3 separate regions of the Hordeum vulgare genome follow, and all the other regions are linked to region 3. A link is a contact called in public Hi-C data. All regions are on one chromosome and are shown on one strand. Each heading gives the region's core, a stretch centred on a gene start, on an enhancer-like site or on the middle of the called end of the contact. The rest is flanking DNA. Distances are from core to core; before and after follow the strand shown.

Region 1 (2,700 bases), core at 156-2,655, 140 kb before region 3:
GGTCGATAAGATCGGTTGACTTATCTTATGACAGTATGAACTGAGCAGCATCGATCGGTGAGAACGTGCAAATGCGTCTGGGTTGCTGGGCATATATAAAGATCAAAGCGAAATTCGTTTCTGCGCAGATTTGTTATTTGGAGGGGCGACCGGTCGTTAGCCACATGCTCTAATTCCACGGCCTGCGTTCATTTCCCGTGAGCCAAACGTGGACAGCCAGTTTAGAACTCGACTGGCCTGGCTGCGGCGTGCGTTTACAAAAAATAATGGAGAAATTTATAATACAATTTTGCAACGTCATCATATGCTGTATCATATCATGTCGACGAGGCTAGCTGGAAGTGAGATTTGATTTAGTCTCCACTTGGTCGACATCGTGACAGTCGTATATACAGCACAGCCATGTACTCCCTCCGTTCGTAAATATAAGTCTTTTTATGCATTTTAATAGAAAACAACATACGGTTGTATATAGACATATTTTAGTGTATAAGTTCACTTATTTTACTTTGTATGTAGTCTCGTGTTGAAATGTGTAAAAATACTTATATTTAGAAACGAAGGGAGTATATGTTACGACCGTATCTCGACGGGAAATCGGTAACGGTACAGAAGCCATACATAAACTAGCACCACTTGGCCAACACCACTTTCCCCTGCGAAAAGTACACGCGCGCATGCAATGCACTGTGGTGGTAATCGCCGCCGCACGCCGACCAGGAGTCAAATTTCTTATGCTCGCATGTAATGTATACTGCTGCTATCCACATCGACGAGCACATAATTTCCCCAAGCGAATCCATCCCCACGTGACTTATAAATTTCGTTAAAATGTATGTATGTGTTCAAAGTCAAGGTCCTCCATTCACACGGATCAAGCCAGCAACAAGGAAGCATCGCCCGGTGTTGACACTCCGAAAAAATCGGACGGATCGTTCACCGACGCGTGGGCCCTGCATCTAGAGATCTCGTTGTCAACAAGGTCGGCGTCCGATAAGAGAAGAGAATATCCTCCAAGTTTTCCGAACTACTCCTGCTACTCTCTAGTTTCTCTCTCTAAAAAAAACACGTTTTCCGAAAAGGTAGGTTAAGAAAAAAAGTTTCCAAAAAGGAGCCCATAAATGCTGACGATGGGGTTTCTATATGGATAAGCCATAATTTGTGGGAGGCACGGAAAAGAAAAGTCGTCGCTGCTTATGCACACAGCGGTGCGTTGCTCTGGCCCGTGGGCCGTGGAGCCGTCCGTTGACTGGCCAGCCCGCGAGCTGCGCTGGGCCTACCGGAGGATCCTGGCTGGAGGCGACGTGGCCGGATCTGGCCGCTCGGCTGCGTTTGAAATTTCTTAGTCGGGTGAGCTTCCCTCCCTATATATACCAAGGGACTTGGAGCCTTGTGTCCCATCTCCAATCCCCTCCTCTCTGCCTCCTCGTGTAGTTCTGTGGAGAAACGCTCGCTGCTTGCATTACATCGGCGTACGTAGCTTGACCGGCCGGCGTGGGAAGATGCCGGGCGGAGGGTTCGCCGTGTCGGCGCCGTCGGGCGTGGAGTTCGAGGCCAAGATCACGCCCATCGTCATCATCTCCTGCATCATGGCGGCCACCGGCGGCCTCATGTTCGGCTACGACGTCGGCATCTCAGGTATACTATACCCACGATGCTCTACATGCTGCCTATGCACTTCTTCCCGAGATCGATCATCTCCATCCATCCATGCATGTGCGTGCGCTGCGTATACTTCCGTTGCAGCTCTGGAAAATCATGTCAAATCTGCCTCACATGCATCGTCTAGGGATCCATAACGTCGCCGCATGTTCATGCGTGCGCTCCCACGATACCATTGGAGCCAGCATGGAAGAGAGAGGAGTTTAATTGAATAGACTCCATGGTTATGGATATGGCGATTCCTTGTGGCTGCCGTCTCTCGTCTTCACACGACGAAGCAGATAACCACAGATAATTGGAACGAAGTTAATGCAATTGATCCTCCTCATTAACTACCACAGATAATTGTTGGAGCCAGCTGATAATTCAACCCTTTCCTATTTATACTCCATTGTGAACACTATCCAGTTTTCTGGCGAGGATCATGCATGCGCTATACTCGCTAGCTCCTGTGCTAGCTGTATGATTCCGTGACTGATACCCCGTATATATAAGAATTAATATTAATTATAGTACTGTATTTGGAAGAAAATAGATAAGTGCTGTCATCTTGCCACCTACTTTCACAGGTTGTTAAGTCAACCCATCTGCAAATCTTCGAATCACGTTGGATTCCACAAAGCTGTCTTTTGTGTAGACACGTTGCCTTTTGGTTTAGTCTAGTTAATGAATTCTTATACTCCCTCCGTCACGGTCTAGAAGGCGCAGTTAAACTTGCCTGCGTTTTCAAAATAAACAAGGTTTAATGCGTGAAAGCAATTACTCTCATTAATTAGTACTAGTACTACTCATGCATGCGCCCTACTAATTTGCTGCTCACGCATTAGTACTAGTATTTTCTCAGTTGATTAGGCGCATTAGCATCTACACCTACTACATCTCACAACCAATCGGTGACTATCTTGGTTTCAGAGATTTTTTAAGTGTGCCTTCTAAACCGTGACGGAGGGAGTAGTAAAACTAATTAACAAAAAATTATCCATTTCTTTCATATCATCCAGCTCGATTACCAACCAACTCTAATATCTAAAAACGCAC
Region 2 (2,815 bases), core at 36-2,535, 250 kb before region 3:
AAAAGATTACGTTAAATAAAAAATCATTGGCATTAAATGGGATGGTTGCACGGAATATTAAATGGAAGAAGACAATGCATTAAAATTAAGTGATCACGCTCGATCGTGTACATTGATAGCTGAATCAAAAACAGGTATGCTTGCCCACGTAGAATATAGACAAGAAGCTAGGTATCAGCAATGTTCACACTAAAAAAAGCTAGGCATCAACGGTAAAGAACTTCGAACGCATCATAACTAACTTGCTTTATTTTCTGAAGTATGTTTTTATTGAAAGATCAAATAGCAATGTGTTCAGCCATTTGAACAAAAGAGTCACAAAGCTGAGTTGGTGGGCGCATGCCTTATCCCATCGACGAGAGATCGAATCCCACTAGATGCAAATTTATTTTTCTCACACGAGATCGCGATCCCATCCCACAGTTGGCAGCCATGAGATCGCGATCCGACGGTAGCAAAATCATTCGGATCTGATGCATAAAGGGGAACGTTTAGATTTTACAAATTTCAAAAACAAAAAGATTGGAAAATGTTGAACAACAATTTAAATAAAATATTGATGATGTATATAAAAATGTTGAACAGGTATTTCAAAGATGTTTAACAAGTATGAAAAAATGTTTAACATGTATATAAAATTATAGACTAAAAAACAAAAAGAAAAAATGAAAAAATAAAAAAAATGAAACAAAAATGGAGAATAAAATAGAAAAATGCCAAAATCAGAGAAGAAAAAAATGAAGACCCGCTTCGGTAGGTCTTGATCCTACTACTAATAACTACTCGCGGTCTGTTGGTCATATATCGCTGATGTTTGTTGTTCCAACAAATAGACTGGATACTCTTATCTTTCCGTTAACTAGTTAATGGAAAGGGGTTTTCCCCGGTTGGATATGTGACCATATAAAAATGTTCTTTCAGACCAAAAAAATTATATCTTTATAGCATTAAAAAACTTGTTTATGTATCTTTGTTAAAACACTTCATGTATATTAATAAATATGTATGCGCGTGTTTAAAATTTACAACAAAAATATTTGCAAATGCAGAAATAAAAATGCGTGTAGTTTTCAAAACAGATGATGAGCCGTGCGTTACAATGGTAAAAAAAAGCTTCCATTGTAATGCACCACAACAGAAATCCAGTATTACTATTTTTAAAGTCTAACTACAAAATCCAGTCGAATCACGCAAACCTCGTTACGGACCCAATCCAGCCCAGGTGTTCCAGCCCAGTGCGCCACCGCTAGGCCGTTGGCAGCCACCCTTCCCCACTCCTTGAGCGGCGTCTCCCCTGTTCGCGACGCTTCCGGAACCTCGGCGGCGGCCGCCCGCGTGTCGTGCTCTCTCCCGGCCTCTCCAGAAAATGCCTTCCCACCTTCTTCTACCTCCCCCACCCCCTCCTTCGGCCAGCTTCCTTCTCAACCCATTTCCAGCGCACCCTCGGTTCGTTTTGCGCTGCCGCGGAGGAGCATCGACGAGCAAGGCCGGCGAAGAGAGTCCACTGCGCGCATCCCTCGCCCTTCCCGGTAAGGAACTTAAAATTCGATCCATGCCTGATTTCTTTACATGGATGTTGATCCGAGTACGAGTTCCGCTGAGTGAGTTCATTATTAGGCGTCTGTGTGCTTGGTGCGTGTTCTATGCTCTGTTCACACACTCAGGTTATGCCTGCAACTGGGTAGTACACTAGTAGCAGCGCGAGCGTCCAAGGTTTCCTGAGAACTTGCTGTGCATTTTGTTTAGGGTGGGAAATTCATCGCATACTGCATACTGCATACTGCAGGGATGGCTTGTTGCTGTCACCTGCCAATCAGGTGCTAAATTTTGCTTTGTGCAAGGTGGAGACACCAAGCAACGCACGCATCAGCTTAGATCATCTACTTATGTGCGTAGGTGTGCCTGGTTGTTTGAAACCCATATATTGCTGTGAAACCTTAGGCAAGTGTTTGGTTTGTCACGCGGGATTAAATGTTCCAGGCTCATCTTCTGAGCTAGGTTTCAGTGTATTATGCATGGTCGTCGAAGGATCAGCTAGGCAAGTTAAGCTGGTGTCTTGTTTTCTTGGTCACAGTTTAGATGAGTGAGGAAAAAGGATCAGCGTAATTGGAGTATTGGACACTCTTGGGTTGCCAACGAAGCAGAATTTGGTGGTGACTTTGTTCATGGTTAGTACAGAGAGGAGGAGTGACTTATTTCTCTTGGTAACTGCTGTAGTGTTTGCGGTCGTCTAAGCTTTCTTAGCAAAGCTGGAGCCTGCATTTTTTCATCTTTATATATATGCTTTTCACTTTCTTAAGGAAGTCAACGTAGTTACCCCTGTTGCTGGTTCAGTACAAAGTTGGTAACAGGTAATATGGATCGGAGGGAGTAGTTTAAATTATGCACTGACTGTTCATAATTCACTCTCCCCTGTGTGGTATGCTTCATGTCAAAGTTGGATTATAGTTGTAGATATTCAGGATTTTTGCGTGCAATTATTAGCTTTGAATGTCCAAATACCCAGCAGCATACATTTCGCATCTTGTAATGTGTGAAAGGAGTGAACCTGACTGTATAATTCACTGCTGTCCCTGTTTGAAGAATCTATTTTTGGACAACACTTGAAATAATCTAAGCACGCCTAACCGGTTAGACTGTATTTTGCAGGATGGCTGAGCAATTCTACACAGTGGCATCTGACAGCGAAACCACCGGGGACGACAAAGCTCAACAATCATTCCCTGATGTTGCTATCGGCATTGATATTGGCACTTCAAGATGCAGTGTTGCAATTTGGAACGGTCATCAAGTGGAGCTGCTGAAAAACACTCGC
Region 3 (2,700 bases), core at 172-2,671:
AGCATTGACACAATCTTGTCGTGTAACGGAGGAAGTGCTCTGTCCACCTTGATCAATGGCACTGGCAGCTTCATCTCCTCCACACACTTTCTCTGTGACATCCGATGCTGATTTCTCATGCTGTCTATTTGTTACTTTCTCTGTGACATCCGGTGCTGATTTCTCATGCTGTGTATTTGTTACTTTCTCTGTGACATCCGATGCTGCTGATTTCTCATGCTGTGTATTCGTTACTTTCTCTGTGACATCCGATGCTGCTGATTTCTCATGCTGAGTATTTGCTGCTTTCCCTGTGACATCCGATGCTGATTTCTCATGCTGTGCGTTTGTTACTTTCCCTGTGACATCCAATGCTGATTTCTCATGCTGTGTGTTTGTTGCTTTCCCTGCTTCTGCAACAGCATCATCCCTGATCTTCCCTTTCTCCTTCCCCAAGTTGTCAGCAGCCTGAGTTCTCACATCCACTCTTAGTCTCGGCCCAGGAGAATCCACTTTCTTCAACTCGCATCTCTTACTAGTTCCCTTGTCATCAGCACGGCCTGAGTCAACCCACTTCTGATGCTCCGCGGTGGCAGGCGGATGCGGAGGCGGGGCTTTGGTGTCCGGATCTGGCGCAAGTTCCCCTTCCTCGATCTCACCGGCGGCGCAGTTGTGCTTCCTCAACTTGTCCCCCTTGGGACCATCGATCCTCCTCCTGGGCTCACTGGGAGACCGGCGAGGGGGCGTCGGCGGCGACGGCGCCTGCCGCCTGGTCGCAGACTTGTGGCCGTCCAAGCCGTGCGGATCCCTCCAGGGGCCACCGGGACGCCGCCACGCCGAGCCGCTGCCGCTCGCATCCCAACGCGACCGGTCGCGGTCGGCGCGGAAGCCCTTGGGGAACTCGCGGCGGAAGCCGGAGAAGCTCTCGGAGCGGTGCATCGCCCGGTCCCCTCCATAGCCCCGCGGCGATGGGGAGTCCCGGTAGCGGTGGTCGTAGAACCTGCCGCCGAAGCCGCCCCGGCGGTCGAACTCGTCGCTCTCGTACTCGGCGGGGCGGCGGCGCGGCGGCGGCGGGGACGGCGGGCCCCCGCGGTCGTAGAACCTCCGCCTGTCGCCGTCCGGGTCGTCGTCGTCGACGTAGGACGACCGCTGGCGCTTCATGCCAGATCGGCCGCGCCGAGGAAGGGTGTGGGGTGGGGTGGGGCTGCCGCCGAGGAGAGATAAGGAAGTAGCGGGCGAGAGCGTACGGGCAAATGCTCGCGTCGCCTCGGCTTGCTTCCGGCTCCCTCTCCCTCCCTCCCTCCTCTGGCTCTGGCTCGCTCGCTCCCGGCCACTCCCCTCACCTCCTAGTCGCGGTCAACGGGCGTCACCCAGATTTGGACCCGGGTCTCAGAGTCGGCCGCGCTTCGTCTCTCTCTCTCTCTTTTTTACCGCCGACGGAGAGCGGTGCTGCTGGCCCGCCCGTGGGCTCTGACGCGCGGGGGTCGCTCGGCCGGGGCCCGCCTTCGTAGATGGCGTGGCGCAGCGGATCCGGCGCCGAACAGGGGACGCGGGGCCGGGCGCCGTGGCGCGGTGGCGCGTGGCGGAGCGGGGAGAATGGCGATGGTGGAGTCGCGGTGGTGGATGTGGTGGGGTTGGTGGCGAGCTGGGGATGCGGCTGGGGCGATGGGTCGTGTCGTGGAGGGAGGCCTCGGGTGGCGTGTGCTGCGGTGCGGTGGTCTGATCTGATGTGTGTGTGAGCCAGAAAGGTCAGCTTTTGACTGGCGTTTGCGTGCAGACGAGATAGCATGGGCATCACCTCCGCCCTTGTGTGACTTGCCCCGTCGACCCCACGATTTTTCTCTCTCCAGATTCCGGTGGAGTGGAGTGGAGTGGAGCCGGTCAGCCAAGTGGAGCCCTGCCACAGACTTCGAAAGAAAAAAATGGAGTTTGCCGCGATGTTGCGTGCTTCTCCCTCCTTTGCGGCCAACAGATTCCTGGATTTAAAACGGGTTCCCTGGTTTTTTTTTCCTTCTTTTTCAAGACGAGATGAGAGGGACTGCGGAGACCGGAGGCGCTTGTCAATTGCTTGACGAGAACAACAAGCCACCTGTTTTTCCTCCGCCTCGGCGAGTAGAAGCTGACTACTCCTCCACTAATTTATGTTCCAAAGTTTGCTTGCATTACAGGTTCTCTGTTTTTCTTTAATTAAAACACTGGTAATATTAGGAAATCACGAGTGGATGTTGAATATGTAAGAACATATACAGTTGGACCCTCAAATCCGTCTCAAACACCGGGCTAGGCTTCCCGGTAACTCACTCGTCATAAAAATTCGATTTAGTCGGACCCTTCAAACGGGCCTCAAATGTTCGGGCTCACAGACATCTTTCATATCCAACCCAAATATGGGGTGGGTATACGGGATCCTGGCACGTCCATCATGTCGGTCTGATGACGTGGCCCCATGCGGACTCGTTCGAATTCCCGACCATCCGACGGGCACCTCCACCATCGACGCGTTGCGAACGCCACGTGGCGCCACTTCGGCTCACCATCCTTATCCATAGCCGGCTATTTAAGCCGGCCAGCGTCCCCCAACCCTAGCACATCCCCCTTCCTCCCTTCCATCGTCGTCACCCGAGCCCGTCAGCCATGCCCCCACGCCGCCGCCACTACATGATCTAGCAGTGTCTGTGGCTCCTTGCGCAGGTCCGGATCCGGAGGGCCGCGGGGCTACCT

What was found. A called contact is a pair of places that touch in the nucleus more often than the background predicts.
Region 1: a contact with region 3 is called in a Hi-C map of seedling, with 2.6 times the contacts expected there. The contact joins the promoter of LOC123449295 here to the promoter of LOC123449296 in region 3. A contact is called at or near these places in 3 of 6 Hi-C or Micro-C datasets (leaf and seedling).
Region 2: a Hi-C map of leaf shows a contact between it and region 3, with 6 times the contacts expected there. The contact joins the promoter of LOC123446778 here to the promoter of LOC123449296 in region 3. A contact is called at or near these places in 3 of 6 Hi-C or Micro-C datasets (all in leaf).

The regions. Positions count from the first base shown.
Region 1 is chr4H:530,803,754-530,806,453 of MorexV3_pseudomolecules_assembly, forward strand. It overlaps LOC123449295 (sugar transport protein MST4), which reads left to right and starts at 1,406. Exons shown (of 3, transcript XM_045126453.1): 1 at 1,406-1,638. The coding sequence starts at 1,503.
Region 2 is chr4H:530,687,338-530,690,152 of MorexV3_pseudomolecules_assembly, forward strand. It overlaps LOC123446778 (heat shock 70 kDa protein 8), which reads left to right and starts at 1,286. Exons shown (of 2, transcript XM_045123319.1): 1 at 1,286-1,529; 2 at 2,650-2,815. The coding sequence starts at 2,651.
Region 3 is chr4H:530,941,037-530,943,736 of MorexV3_pseudomolecules_assembly, forward strand. It overlaps LOC123449296 (protein OBERON 4-like), which reads right to left and starts at 1,422. Exons shown (of 3, transcript XM_045126454.1): 1 at 1-1,422. The coding sequence starts at 1,140.